2 separate regions of the Xenopus laevis genome follow, and region 2 is linked to region 1. A link is a contact called in public Hi-C data. All regions are on one chromosome and are shown on one strand. The core of a region is the stretch at or near the end of the contact, and the rest is flanking DNA. Distances in the headings are between cores, read along the strand shown.

Region 1 (7,750 bases), core at 3,801-6,300:
TTAGTATTGGAACCATAAAATATCTTAATGGGCATCAAAAAGGGCTCCATTTGGATAGCTCTGTTCTAGTGAATAAGATACTGCAAGGACCTCAGCATGATTTGGGCTTGACATCTGTCTTCTGAATCATTTTAGAAAAGTCTAAATAAATTGATGGGCTAAACGGGTATCTGTAAATTTGTATAGTCTAATCTTGGACTTTAATAATAAAGACAACTGACTCAATGGCAACTAATTTTGGGGGTTTAGGAATATATCCCCCCAGTAATGGGTCTGAATACTACTCAGTTTCCATATATGTGAACAACACAACCCTAAGAAAACAATTAGTTACACGTTGGAGCCCATACAGAAGCACATTGTACTGACAATGGAATAATTTAAGGAAAAATGTCACTGTAAAGCAAACGTAACTATTGAAAGCAAAGTGCTAAATACAGAATCCGTTCTCCCCAGTGGTTATGTCAACGTGTTAAATAAAAATGATCCTCAATTCTCAGTGAAACTAAGATTTTCAAAATAATATGAGCTAGAAAAATGTAGGATATAATTATGAGAAAGAATGGAAGTGTCAGTGACAGACTGTGTGGTAATAATCTGCCACACAATTTGAATTGCATATAATGTCACAGATGCCACAGCTTCTAAACCTTCTGTTAAATGCCTTCTCCCCATCACTCCCATTCAACAGCCCAAATCTTCCCTTTCATCTTTTTATTCAAAGTCTTATTCTTTTTCCAAGTTTATTTTAAGGCTTTGATTTATGATTGTAAATGCAGTGGCAAAACACTTCTTGTAGAGTATATTTGAGCTGGAAGATGAAAATAAGGTGGTTATAGAAGCACAGCCTCATGATATTAGATGAATGCATACAGTATCAACCTAATCTAAGTGGGTGAATGTAAGTACAACACCCGCAGGGTCCGTCACAGCACTTTCTGTAGCTTTGCTATTTCTCCAAGTAAAACAAATGGCAAAAAGCCTTTCAGATGGTTATGGCTCCCCATCTCCTGCAACAGTTTATTGCCAAGTTAGGCCTTTTGTTCACTCATCATAGTAATCTCAAAGTGGGTTGCATAGGGTTTAAAACCTCCATTCTGTGCATTTGCATACAAAGTGCAGTATAGAGCTGGGGAATTAGAAAGAGCCGAAGGGCCAGGAAAAAGGAAATCTTCTGCAGCATGAAACTAGCAGATAAGATGAAAGGGCTGGGAAAAGCATGTCATATGCATGGATTGACTTAATAAGATACAGGAAAGAATCCAAATGTTCACATCAAAGAACCGGTGACAAGTCAAAAAATGTCTATTTATTTTCTTAGTCTCATGTATTTAACCTTCATAAGGGGGACATGTGGGGCTGTAGCATATCATATTAAATATGACCTCTGTGCATGAGAAAATATATCAGGTGGAAAAAAGATTGGTATACAACTATTACATGAAACTGCAGCCAGAAGCTTTATATGGGGCACTTATGCAATGTATATGATAGAGTAAGGCACACATAAACTTTTAAAAGTTATAGTTTATATCCTTTGGCTGAATGTTATATTGTGTAAGCTTTCTGCAACCCGAGGCTGACAATTATCCATGCACTAAATACACCAGGTCAGGGGATTGTCATGTATCTTCTTTGCAGCCACCAATGAATGAATATAATTAGAAATGCCCTTACCCATAGTTTTTGTTTTGCACAATGGGAATGCACTCCTGGGAATGTTCCTCTTGTGTTTGTTTGCTGCTATCACACCTGGAGTTCCCTTGAAAAAGCTATCAGGTGGCAAATAGCAGACAGTGAGAAATGTACCTGTGCTCATCAGTGGGCAAATCATCATGGTAGCTAAATATATACCAGAAGCCTACAGCTACATGTGTATAGAAAATCACACATGGGGATTAATGGAGAAGCTAACATGTTAAGCCTCCAGGGTACATTCAGGGTTCCCTCAAAATATGGTAAAAGTCCAGCAACCCGTAGCAACCAGTCAGCAGTCATTTTTTTAATGTTCTGTTGCTGGTAGAAGAGTGAAAACAAAGATATAATTGGTGGCTTTGGGTTACAGGGCTAGAGCAAATTATACCAGTGGCTGTGCATAATCCTTTAATCGGTTTATGTACAGAAGCCCTATTGTACTCCCTTCCCTTTATGCAGTGTAAATATGTATGTGTGATATATATTTATATAATGTGCATTTGTGTATGCAAGCATATTTCTTATCTTATGTAAATACTAATGATATGATCCCCTTTCAAGCTTGGAAAGAAGTCTGTGAAAGCCATCCTCTGGGTTTCTGCTGATGGGCTGCGTGTTGTGGATGATAAAACGAAGGTGAGTCAAACAGGCTGCTGATATAGATGTGTCATTCTAACTGTGTAGGACTGATATATACCAGAAGCTTGTAAGTGAGTGCTGTCCAAACTTCTGCTTTTCATTCTCATTTTGAAAATCATTGTGAGCTCTTGAAAGTAGGGCCCTATTTTGTAACCCTTGTTTGTTAAATTATTGTAAAAAAAACCCTGGTTGTTATAAATGAATGTAAAACGATGCATACTTGCTGGTACTATACACCTTGAACCTTCAATTAAGAGCTGCCTGTGTTAAGCAGCAACCCCTCCCACTAACCTGCACATTGTTCAGAGGCACAAGGTAGGGAGCAGCAGAAGGTGCAGCCCACCATGAGCCCTGTCTTAACCACATGCCCTAAGCAGTGTTGGACTGGGATGCCAAGGGCCCACCAGAAAACCTTAGGCTGAGGGCCCACTTTCCAAACAATTATACCTCCTCACCTCACTCAACCTCTTTATTCTCATAGTCTCTTTTCTCTTAGGATGCACCGAATCCAGGATTCGGTTCTGGATTCAGCCTTTTTCAGCAGGATTTCGGATTCGGCCAAATCCTTCTGCCCGGCCAAACCAAATCCAAATCCTAATTTGCATATGCAAATTAGGGTGGAGAGGGAAATCACGTGACTTTTTGTCACAAAACAAGGAAGGAGAAAATGTTTTCCCCTTCCCACCCCTAATTAGCATATGCAAATTAGGGTTCGGATTCGGTTCGGTATTCGGCCGAATCCTTCGCAAAGGATTCGGGGGTTCGTCCGAATCCAAAATAGTGGATTCGGTGCATCCCTACTTTTCTCTACATACTATACTCTATTATTCCATTATTAAGCCTCTTTGTTACCATGAAGAAATAGGGAATGACCATGAAATATGCCAAATGGATTGAAGAAAGAGGCCCACTGACACCTGGGCCCACCGGGAGTTTTCCTGGTATCTCTGTGGGTCAGTCTGACACTGGCTCTAATTGCTACTCAGATGGGAACTAAAGGGTACACTCTTGCATTGTGTTGGAGATGTAAATGTCCCCTACGGACGGCTTTAATTTCATTGTATGTTTGTGACTAGGTTCTGCTGAACATCTAGGCTTATCTAACAGTTCTTTCAAATGCTTGACCGTATGACCTATTTTTAGGACCTGATAGTGGATCAGACCATTGAGAAAGTATCATTTTGTGCTCCTGATCGCAACTTTGACAAGGCCTTTTCTTACATTTGTCGGGATGGAACAACCCGTCGCTGGATCTGTCACTGCTTCCTGGCCTTGAAGGATTCCGTAAGTATGGCATTGTATAGAAATACAATGTAGAACCATACAGCTTGATTTAACTACAGTCTATTCCAAAAACACTTATAATTTCCATTCATGTTAAGTAACTTGTACAGTAAACCCAAAATCATCCTAAAACTCGTATTAAACAGCAAAATCTGTCTTCAGGTTTCCAACTTCTCTCTCTTTTATTCTTTCTACACAGGGAGAGCGTCTGAGCCATGCTGTTGGCTGTGCTTTTGCCGCTTGCCTGGAAAGAAAACAGAAGAGGGAAAAGGAGTGTGGGGTCACAGCTTCATTTGATGCCAGTCGAACCAGTTTTGCTCGCGAGGGATCATTCCGTGTCACATCTGCCTCCCAGCAGGCAGAACGTGAAGAAGTAATGAGGCAACTTCAAGATAAAAAGAAGGGTAAACATATCTCTCAGATATTAAAATTAGGGATGCACCGAATCCAGGATTCGGTTCGGGATTCGGCCTTTTTCAGCAGGATACGGATTCGGGCGAATCCTTGTGCCTGGCCGAACCAAATCTGAATCCTAATTTGCATATGTAAATTAGGGTTGGGTAGGGAAATCACGTGACTTTTTGTCACAAAAGAAGATTTTTTCCTTTCCTGACCCTAATTTGCATATGCAAATTAGGATTCAGATTTGGTTCGGTATTCAGCCGAATCTTTCAGTAAGGATTCGGCCAAATCCCAAATAGTGGATTAGATGCATCCCTAATTAAAATACCCCTGTTTTATTCAGCATGAAATGCCATACACAGTGGGGGGCACATTTACTAAGGGTCGAAGTGAATTAGAATTCAAAAACTTTGAATTTCAATTCATTCATTTTTGGGTACTTCGAACATCGAATAGGCCAAAATTCTATTCGAATTGAAAATATTCAACCATTCGAAAATCCAAAGTACTGTCTCTTTAAAAAACTTCAAATTCGACACTTCGCCACCTTAAACCTGCCGAATTGCTATGTTAGCCTATGGGGACCTCCTAGAACCTATAGCCAATATTTGGCTAAGTTTTTAGAAGTCAAAGTTTTTTTTTTTGGAAAATCGTTCGAATCGATCAATTGAATCGTTCGATTCGAACGATTTCTACGGTCGATCGAACAATTTTAATTCGTCCGAAAACAGCTGAATTCAAACAAAAGAAAACTTCTACTATCGGTTTTTTTTAATTCGATGGTCGAATTTCGAAGTTTTAGCACTTCAAAATTCGACCCTTAGTAAATGTGCCCCTTAATGTTTTTATATCAATAACTGGTTGGAGCAATGCTCTTTTTAATATTTTACAGCTGAAGCTGCTCCATCCCTTTGCTCCAGTATAGCAACCGTGGGAGCACCATCAAATCCTGTACTGCCAGCACAGCCTGACCAGTCACCACCCCAGTGTGCCACTGTCCCATCAGACAAGAGTGAGGCTGGTGGGCAGCATGCCATACCCCGCAGACATGCTCCCCTGGAACAGCTCGTGAGACAGGGGTCCTTTCGTGGTTTCCCTGCCCTGAGCCAAAAAAACTCACCTTTTAAACGGCAGCTTTCACTGAGACTCAATGAGCTCCCGTCCACCCTTCAACGTAAAACCAATTTCCAGGACAAGAGTCAAGGTAATAATAATGTGAAAAGTCAGTATCTGTTGGGTTGAATGACCAGTAAAAAATTGGAGGGTACTTTCTGAAAAGTTATAGGGAATGGATTCATAAGACAACTTGCAGGAATACTAAGATGTAAGATGTCATTTATGATGACCCTGAACATAAGTGCTAGAGCAATAGTGGTTAGAGAATTGTGCCCTTTAGGCTCATGCAAGAAGCATTTGTGTGTGGGTTTTTGCTGCATACTGTACCTAATGTCTAATTAAATCTCCAGCATGAAGTGCAGAGTACAGCAGTGGACCTTAAGTAAAGGACTCTATTGCAAACCACGGTCTGAAGTTAGGGGACAGGAAGAGGGGTTCCTAAATTTCTCCCCTTCCCGTGCCTCATGAATACAGCCCAGGTGTCAGTGGACTTTTATTTTTGCTTTGTATACCTATATCATGCTTATTCCTGTTTTTTGTTTGAGATCAAAGAGAAGTCCTGGGCACATTTACTTACCTGCAAATTTTTGATTCGGAAGTCTCTGCCATACTTTGCGCAACTACATCAGACAGTATGTCATGATGAATACGCGCATTCATCAAAATATGAAATGACATCTCGTTAAAAGAACGATAGCATACTTTCGCCAGCAATGATTCGTTGGTGCGAAAATTTCATAATGAATGTTTCTCTAGCGTTACGTCCTTGCTAGCTGAACTTTAACTTATGTCACTTTAAATATGTTGGGTACATACAGGTCATATGAATGTATTTATTAGTGATGCTGTTGAAATTGCTGGAAGTGGCCACTTCTTATTAAAATTGTCCTAGGCCATGAGCCCACCCTAAAACAAAAGTGGCGTGAGCTTCAAATGTTAAAAAGTGTAAATAAAATATTTTTAACAGTTACAACTTGTAACTATAATCCCACTTTAAATATGACAAGATGCTAGGGTTTTGACTTTTACTTATGTTTTTTTTGGAATACAGGATATGATGTCACTGAGGATGTAGCTTCATTGTATTATTTCACCAGTCAGAACCTGGCAAAATAGATTTTTGGGGAAAAGGGTAACAAATTGAAATGTTTACACAATCTCCTGAGCGACAATTCAGTTAGCAAAATGCAGGGAGTTGCTCTTCTTGTAGTAAATTGGCAATGTCGCCTTTCGAATTGTCTTTTTATCGAAAATTTGTCAAAAAAACACAATTCGCTCTTTAGTAAATGTGCCCCATGGAGAGAAGGTAGTAGATAGTACAGAAAAGTATGATACAGAGAAGAGAATAAGAAAGCTGAGAGAGCAGAAGAAGAAAAATAATGTGGAGAGTTGGTCTCTGATCTAAGGTTTTATATTGGGCACCTGACATCCCATTCTGACACTGGCACTGCCAAACATAGGAAGCAGTGTGTTTATGGGGCGAATACATGGAGTGCAATAGACTATAGAGCATTGATGGGGCAGCAGGGTGCAAAATGTCAAAAACATGAAGGTTTGCCACTGCCTCACCATCACTAATTGAAGCCTGTAATGTAAGGACAATCAGATCCTTAAATCACTTGTTCAATTCAGGTGTTGTAAGATAGTACACCAGAAATAGACTTTTTGCAATTGCTTTTAGCCAGGAACATTTTCCAAATTGCTACCTTAGTTGATACATTTCTCAGCATATCAGTGGATTAGCAACTATTGTATAATTTTTTAAAAAATTATCCTAAAAGCCTGTCTCTAATTCAGAGACCATTTCACTACATATTTCTGGAAGTTCAGATAGTGTTGCAACTTGTCTACATAAGCCCAATTGAATGAGCTTGAGTGAAAAAGAGGGAGTTACATTCTCACTTAAAAGCACATGTGCCATTACCATTATTGGTGATGCTAGCTTCATCCCAGTGTTTAACCCCGTCCTATCTTTACTCAAGTTTAAATACAAATAGTCACACTATAAGTAATCTAAATACTTTCATATTGGCCAAATATTGTTGTCAACTTCTGTATTCAAATGAAAAACAATTAATGAGGAGATCTGCCTGGACTGTTGGAATGAAAATGGATTTATGCATATTTAAGAAGCTTTAGACTTAAATCGGTGGAGCTAATTTCCTGAATGAGTGAAAAAGTGTTGTTAATCTTAGCAACCAATCAGAGTCAAGACTTATTGTGGATAAGATGGTTCTGGTACTCTGATGCAATTTAGAATATTGGTTAGTAAATTAGCACCAGTGTAGTCATTGATATAACTGTTTCATGCTGCTTTTATTGGACACATATTTTGTTCCTTCTCACTAACTGGACTCTTGGGATGGGTGCAGTTCTGGGAGAAGTGCATGTTGCCTGCAGCACAGTTAAAAGTGGCTATAGACGATAAGAGCCGCTCGTTTGGCACAGTCACAGAGAGATCTGATTTCAATGAAGAGAATGGACAGTTCTTAGGACCGCATCAACTAGCCGATGCAGTCCTTGATCACCAGAAAAATCAAACCTCCCCGATCAATATCTGCCTGATTTTTGGCCTGATATAGATCAGGGAGACCCATCGGAAGCCCCCATACAC
Region 2 (7,750 bases), core at 2,709-5,208, 42 kb before region 1:
CTAAAGTACCAGTTCCATGTATAATGCCTCTAGTATACATGACAGTGTCATACTTTGCTGGTGGGATCTTGGAAAATAGTCTAGTGAACCCTGGTGATCAAGGGATCCGCCATCCCATTTCAGTTCCCCGGAACAGAGAATATGGTATATAAATGCAGTGCCAGCTTCAGGTATAATGGGTTCATTTGGTCCACGGCAGGAATGGGGGGGCCTCTGTGGCTGGGGTGGTGGGTTAAATGAAGTGAAATGTTATGTATAATACCTAGAGCACATGGCAGGATAAATGCAGTGGCAATTTTATGTATATATATCCCAAACCACCGGACAGGATAAAGGCAGTACCTGTTTAATTTAAAATTCATCCTAGAATTTATGGCAGGATAAATACAGTGCTAGCTCCATGCATAATGCCCACAAAACAGATATACATAGTTACATAGTTACATAGTTAACTTGGGTTGAAAAAAGACAAAGTCCATCAAGTTCAACCCCTCCAAATGAAAACCCAGCTTCCATAAACACACCCCTCCCTACTTTTAATTAAATTCTATATACCCATACCTATACTAACTATAGAGCTTAGTATCACAATAGACTTTGATATTATGTCTGTCCAAAAAATCATCCAAGCCATTCTTAAAGGCATTAACTGAATCAGCCATCACAACATCACCCGGCAGTGCATTCCACAACCTCACTGTCCTGACTGTGAAGAACAACCTACGTTGCTTCAAATGAAAGTTCATATTTTTCTAGTAAACCGCAAAGTGCATAGTAGTAAAATTCAGTGCCAGTTTTATATACAGTATAATACCTCTAGGAACACCATGCAGGATAAAGAAAGTGCCATTTTTTTCCTAAAGTCTTTAGTAGTCAATGGACTGAAATGCCCAGCATCCTCAGCCACCCAATAAGTGGTATAATACAGCTATTGGTGTATTACGGTTTATTTAAAAGTCAATTTACTTTTGTAAAAAAAAATACTCCAGCCTTCCTATATTTTCACCTTTCTCCCCTATTAATAAAATTGGTATGAAGAACTATTCTTTCAGCCAGGCCAGCAAAATACTGACCAGATGGCAACCCTATTTAAACGAATGTTTCAGATTGTTTCACATACATCAGTGTTTCTTAAATTATAGTATCAGCTCTGTGACCCAAAATTTGGTTTAGTTATGAGCCTCATTTTATTTATTTTCTGTTGTAGGAAAAGATTTCACATTATAGGTGGGATTATGGAAACCCTGTAATACTGCATTTTCCCTGTCAAATTTAAACTTTGTTGTTTGAGTTACCCCCTACTGTACAAATCGAGATAAAAAAATACATTATTACTCAGAACATTTCCATGATATGCTTTACTTTATGGATTTAGCTGCAATCATTTCCAGAACGGGTATTCTTGATCGGGATTGACACCAGGAGCAAATAGTCTAATTTATCTGGATCTGTAAGCAGTCTAATTGCTACATTAGATTTAATATGCACATGGGTGATGACCTCATGGTTTGTTGTTTTCATTTTTAATATGGAAAAATCTTCATATCCTCTGCTTCATTATTCTCACTGACAGATTGGGGAAGCACTGTATGCTTTTCGTCTCCATTAATGATATTATAAACTAAAGTTGCATTGATTTCTAAGTCTGGTATTTCAGACTCTTTCCCTATCAATGTAATTTTAAAAAGCTTCACTATATACATATTGCCTATTTTGTTCCTGCTAAGTCTAAAGGCCACCCAGCATTCTGTTGATAACCTGTGCATAAAATGGGCAAAAGGAAAAGGACTGTGGGCAGGTTTGGAAACAGTGACTTTGGAAACCCCTGCAAGGGAGGGGTGAGTGGTGGCAAGATTCATATGATCCTGCAGTATAAAATTTTCGAATGCAGATAAAATTGCAATATGAAGGGGCCCCCTGGTCAGTCCCACCTATTCCACATGCCATGCTTAGGCTAAGGAGACATGGAGCGTTGGCACCACTCAGTAACATAACTAGAGGGGGTGGGCTGATCCAATCGTGATCAGAATGGAGGCCATACGGGCGGTCGGATTGAGGGACTGCATCAACGAACAAGCTGCGATCCGACAGGAGCCCTGCCCAATCAACATCTGGCCAACTTTCGGCCAGATATCAATCAGGAAAACCCATCAGAGGGCCCCACACACGGGCCAATATGATGCCGACTCGGTCTGTCGGCAGCTTTTATCGGCCTGTGTATGGGGGCCTTTATTCTGATTAAATGAATGCTTTTTCCTTGCATAGGTCTCTGCAATCTATCTGGCCCTAAAATGTACACATTGCCTGATGTGAAATATTTGGTACTTGTTGAAAAATTTGATGGGTGGTGATTATACCAACTGGTTTATTTTCTCATCAGCTGCTTAGCCTGCCTGGGCCACACACTGATCTATTTATATAGTTAATAAAGTACCCCTATTGTAAAATATAAGGATATTATGTCACGGAGGAGCAGGGCCGGAACTAAGGGTAGGCAGAGTAGGCACGTGCCTAGGGTGCAAAGCTCGGAGGGCGCCAGGCACGTACCTCCTCTGTCGCCTACCCCAAGTCCGGTTCTCTTCTCTGGCCGACTCAATGTAGTTGTCGCGATATGTGCGCAAATTCGCGCATGTGCAGAAGCGCAAATTCGCGCATGCGCAGAAGGGCGCCTGCCCAGCATGGCCCGGCACTGCCGAGGAGTTCTATGACCATATAAAAGCACGAGGCCAGGGTAACTTTTAATATCCTCAAATTTTCCAACAAGGCGTACTTTATTTATTATAACACACAAGTTTTAAGAGTCATGTACAAAAATGACATCACCACTCACCGTTTATAACTGATGACATCAATAGTCACCATTTATAAAGATAAAATTTACAGGATATGCATGGCTCTTGTGTATTATATGTATATATGTTCACAGCAGCTGCATGTTCAGAATAATCTACCCATGACCTGGTCAACATAGTGCCCAAACAAGTCCTCTTTTATAACAACAAACACTGAGGACGGCTCTATATACTATACCTGTTTTGGTGCACAGCTTTATCAACCCTACTGAGGCAATTTTGTGTTTGTACATGTCAGAAAATAAGGGGAACTACACCCAAAATCTGTTGTTTGTTTGCCTATAAATATATGTCGTTTTCAGTTGCATTTACAAATATTTATTTCTTTGCTTGGAGGATTTTCCCTTCAATGCATGAAATTGCCCCTCCAGTACCACGATACAAAGAAGTATTTTTTATTCAGCATCTTCACACTGTGAGTGAGTGAGTGAGTGTGCAAGGATTGCAGCCATTCCTGATCAGGAGAAAGCCAACGTGAAAGGAGAAGCGGCTGAACTGTGAATTGATTTTAACCCTTGCTTTGCCAGTTTAAGGGACTGTTCTGTAACCAGCCATTATTCTGCCAGTACACTGGAGGGAGAAAAGAGAAAGTGACAGTTGTATCTGTGAGACTGTGTGGTTTTGAAGGAACGGGGAGCGTTTGAGTTGTTCCCACAGCACCCAGATGTGTCTCCCTGCTTGCTACAGCCACCATCTGAGTGTTGTGCCAGGGAAGGGATTACACATTTTGCTCCTCCACCTGTAAGGATTGTAAGTAGGTCTGACAGCATTGCTTTCACACCTCCAGCTGACACCCAGGACCATATGGGCTGCTGGGACCTTGCACACACTCCCTCCAGCCATTGGTAGGAATGAACTCCCAGCAGGCTGCACTCTGCAATGTTTCCCCATCTCCCTGGCTGGTCTGGAATATAAGATGCCAGTCTGTAAGTCCCCCAGTCATCCTCTCATGTCTCCTGGCTGGTTCCTCTTCCTGTGCCTGGCTCTCATGGCAGGACTCAGACTGGCCTCCTGATGATTGGCTGGAAAATCCCTAACTTCCTGCTCCATGAAATATTAACTAGTTATTCTGTGAACTGTTATGTGTAGCACAGAGGACTGCATTACCCAGCAGTCTTACAGGTACAAAACATCAAGAGTGCTAGACTTAAATACATTGAATTTCCTGTCCCTGGAAGAGAACTGTATTTAGGAAAGAATCCATTAAATCAGAGAAATTTGTAACAGAAGGAAAGAATTTTGGAGCAGAGCAAGCGGGTGGGCAATAGGGGGACAGGCGGGGTTAAAAGAAAGGAATCTGCATTTCATAAGGGCGTCGGCCAATCAAATTGCACCAGGGCGTGGTTATGGTGATTGGAGCTTTCGCAGGGAGCATGCGTCCATGAGCGGGTAACAAAGCAGATTGGCAGTCACATTATTTGCTGCTAGCCACTAGATCAGGGCACATCGGCTGGAAAGCTTTGAAGCTGGATTGTGCTATCTGACATCGTCGCAGGCTCTGAGTGACGCGCGCAGTCGCTGGCTGCTGCACATACAAAATCGTGGAATTTGACATCACATCGGCTCTGTGACTGTGCGTGTCCTTCATCTGCCCAGAGAGCCGTAAGTACATGCATTTCCCTGGGAACGTTTGGCATCCTGTGTTCGACAGGCTGGGCCAATAGATTGAATGAATCAGGGAGGCATTTCATGTGAATGTAGAGGAAGGAGAAGGCTGGGTGGTCCGGGGCAGTTGCTGCAAAGCAAACGGTGTTCTGGCATGTCACCAGCTGACTGTCCCACTGGGTCCAACATTGGGTGCCAGGAGATCCCCAGCTGTGACACACGTCCCTTCTCTGAGCACAATGCCGGCCACTTCATTTCATGCTAAACCTGTGGTTTCCTTCCAGCTCCCAGCAAGGGTATCAGAGGATGCTGGGGGCTGTAGTTCCAAAGGTTGGATGGTCAGGACATTAACCCTTTGTTAGACAGAGCGCAGCACTTCACTCCCCATGCAGAATCCAGAGCAACTGCCGAAGTGTCTGCTTCTGGGATTTTATGGCATTTGCTTGAGTCACAGAAATTACACTTTTCCTTTCTGCCTTGGCTGTGCCTGTGTACATGCTGACTAACAGCTTTCTCTCTCTGCTACATACCTCTTTCACTGCTCTGTGCATATAAACTGTGTGCATCTCTATCCTCACCATGCAGACACCTTCCTAATATCCATGTGCACACCCACACAGATTCCATTCACACTATACCTCTGCCAGTGTACACACCCACACAGACGTGTCTCACTGTGCAAATCCACGTACATAGCTCATCCATGTGATTACACACCAAAGTGAATTTCACCAATACACATCATTCACTTTGTACCCATATACTCCACCCATTATATGTACCCACATGGGTTTTATCAACATGTGTATCCCCTAGCATACACACCCACAAACACACCTATATGTATAGAAGTCAGACAAGCAACATTTATATTTTGGAGGTATCTACCCCCTCCTTAAGCATATATATATATATATATATATATATATATATATATATATATATATATATATATATATCACAAAGGATCCGCACTAACAGGTCTTATATAAATATTAAAAAAAATGTTATTGTTGTATGCGAGACTCGCATACAACAATAAAAAAAATTTTTATATTTATATAAGACCTGTGAGTGCGGATCCTTTGTGCTAGTTACGTTTTAAATTTTTGATACTGCACCCAGGCAACTGTAACTTTTATTTGTGAGTGCTGGCTATCTCGTGGACTATATATATATATTATATATATATATATATATATATATATATATATATATATATATATATATATATATATATATATATATATATAATACACAAAAACCATGAATATCTTGTAAATTATATCCTTATAAATGGTGAGTTCTGATGTAATTTCTGTCAAATGACTCACTGAAACGTGTGTATCATAATAAATAAAGTACCCCCAGTTGCAAAATATGAGGATATTAGAAGTTACCTCGGAGTTTACCTGTATAATATGGTCATGAAACTCCTTCACAGATTTACTCTCCATGTGGATGCACACACTCACCCAAATCTCATCTCTCAGTGTACTCAACCAGACATATTAATCTCACATATACATCCTCTAATTAAGACAACTGGCAGATTTCATTTAGTATCATGCAGTGTACATATTCAGGTGACTCACATGCAATGTACATTGGTACAAACACATACAATTAACTTGTCAGCATTAGGGAGGGTGTACTGTAGCAATGTCTGGTCCATCAGGCCACTCCCAGGCAGATATTATCAAGATAAATCATATAATGTGCATAACCAAGCTGGTTAGCTTCACATTTACATCTTCCAGTGAACACGTGTAGCCGTATCAGTTTCAGCTATACAGTCTCGTAAAGATCAGGTTATTTTTAATACACACACCCCAGTGAAAACTCCCAGCTGAAATGCTTCCATTCCAAGTGTATATTTCATTAAGTACATATATGCACTGCAGCCTCATCCCCAGTGTGCAGTCCAAGACACATTGCTTCATCATCACATTATTTTGTGTACATACACAGCAACATTATTTTCCAAACATACATCCAAGTGTGCACTGCCGGACACTCCACTCCTACCTGTTGTGTTTTATACAAAGCTGAATTACTTGCACATATAAATGTGCAGGAAAGTTTATAGAGATATTTGTCACACCATGTCATTTAAATAGATCATTATCTCATTTTACACTCAAATTAACGCAGTGATGTGTTATTTGGGGTCCTGTGGTTGCTGAGGCAGCTATTTGATGCCAAAACAATGCTTGTTGCTTGTGAATATCAACCAGAATACACACTCAGATGGGTTGCTTTCTTTTTTTTTCTTCACAGGTAGGACTGGCAACTTTTGGCACAGCTAGCAAGGGAATGAATTGGCCTTTAAGCCAGCAACACTGGCCCAGAATGTGGCCAACCCATTAAGTACAATAGTTTAGTACTGTAAACACTAATGATTTAGCCCCCCAGTGCCCCCATTTTTAAGCCCTGACCTTAATATCTCCCTATATATACACATATAGGCAAATTAATTGCATCTCCCAGTTACACACCCATGCAAACAATTTACAATGTTTCACAATTTAAATGGGCACATGGAGCTTTTCCTTAGGATACATTTCCCATTGTACACTGGCAGACTTCCTGTAATGTGTACACAGCTAAGGAAATGCTTACTCCTCCTCTGAATTGTATATGTATTTGCTTTTAACAGTATGGTTTCTTAGATTCTCTGAAAGAATGCTAATTTAGCCTTTTTTTTCAAAGGTTACAGTTTTAGATGCACCCACATTACAAAAGAAAGTTTACCCCATATGTAATGATTGATGCAGTGTTTGCCCGGGTGCAGTAACCAATTGCAACTAATAAGATGTTTGTTTTCAGTTCAGTTACAGTTGACCAGTACATATAAGTGACCTGGAGAAAACTGTGCATCTTTTCCTATATAATAAAGTTGAAGTGTCTCTGCATCCAGTCCCTGTGTCCGTGGGATTGCGCTACTGCGCATGTGCCCCACGGACCGTCTAGCGCCCGTTAATTTAACGGGCTTAATGTCTAGTAATATATAACACCTCAAACTTAAGATTTAAAAAAAATAGTTGTGTATCCAACACTTAACTAACTACCTACAGTCAAGTTACCTAGAGTGTCCAACCATAATAACTCATAGTGTGGCTCATCACTTAGAATTTTCTCATGTAAATAACTACCAGTTAGTCTCATCCAGGCCCCTAGGTATACCTCTACTGTACCCATATACATAACTGTTATTGTGTCCATTCACTTCACCTAAAGTACTTTACTCAAACACTTCAGAATATCCACTCATCTAGACTTTTCCTATAAAG

Evidence for each region. A called contact is a pair of places that touch in the nucleus more often than the background predicts.
Region 2: a contact with region 1 is called in a Hi-C map of the XL177 cell line, with 2.9 times the contacts expected there. The contact joins the promoter of LOC108698619 here to the enhancer-like site in region 1. A contact is called at or near these places in 2 of 4 Hi-C or Micro-C datasets (the XL177 cell line and animal cap).

What each region holds. Positions count from the first base shown.
Region 1 is chr8L:69,891,966-69,899,715 of Xenopus_laevis_v10.1, reverse strand. LOC108698619 (numb-like protein) reads left to right here. Exons shown (of 10, transcript XM_018230238.2): 5 at 2,257-2,331; 6 at 3,478-3,618; 7 at 3,818-4,022; 8 at 4,913-5,224. Among protein-coding and RNA genes, the nearest start is that of prx.L, 36 kb to the right of the region's middle. Within about 2 kb of position 5,050, at least 1 of the 7 cell types and tissues checked has an H3K27ac peak or open chromatin away from gene starts, as enhancers often do.
Region 2 is chr8L:69,932,618-69,940,367 of Xenopus_laevis_v10.1, reverse strand. It overlaps LOC108698619 (numb-like protein), which reads left to right and starts at 3,958. Exons shown (of 10, transcript XM_018230238.2): 1 at 3,958-4,454.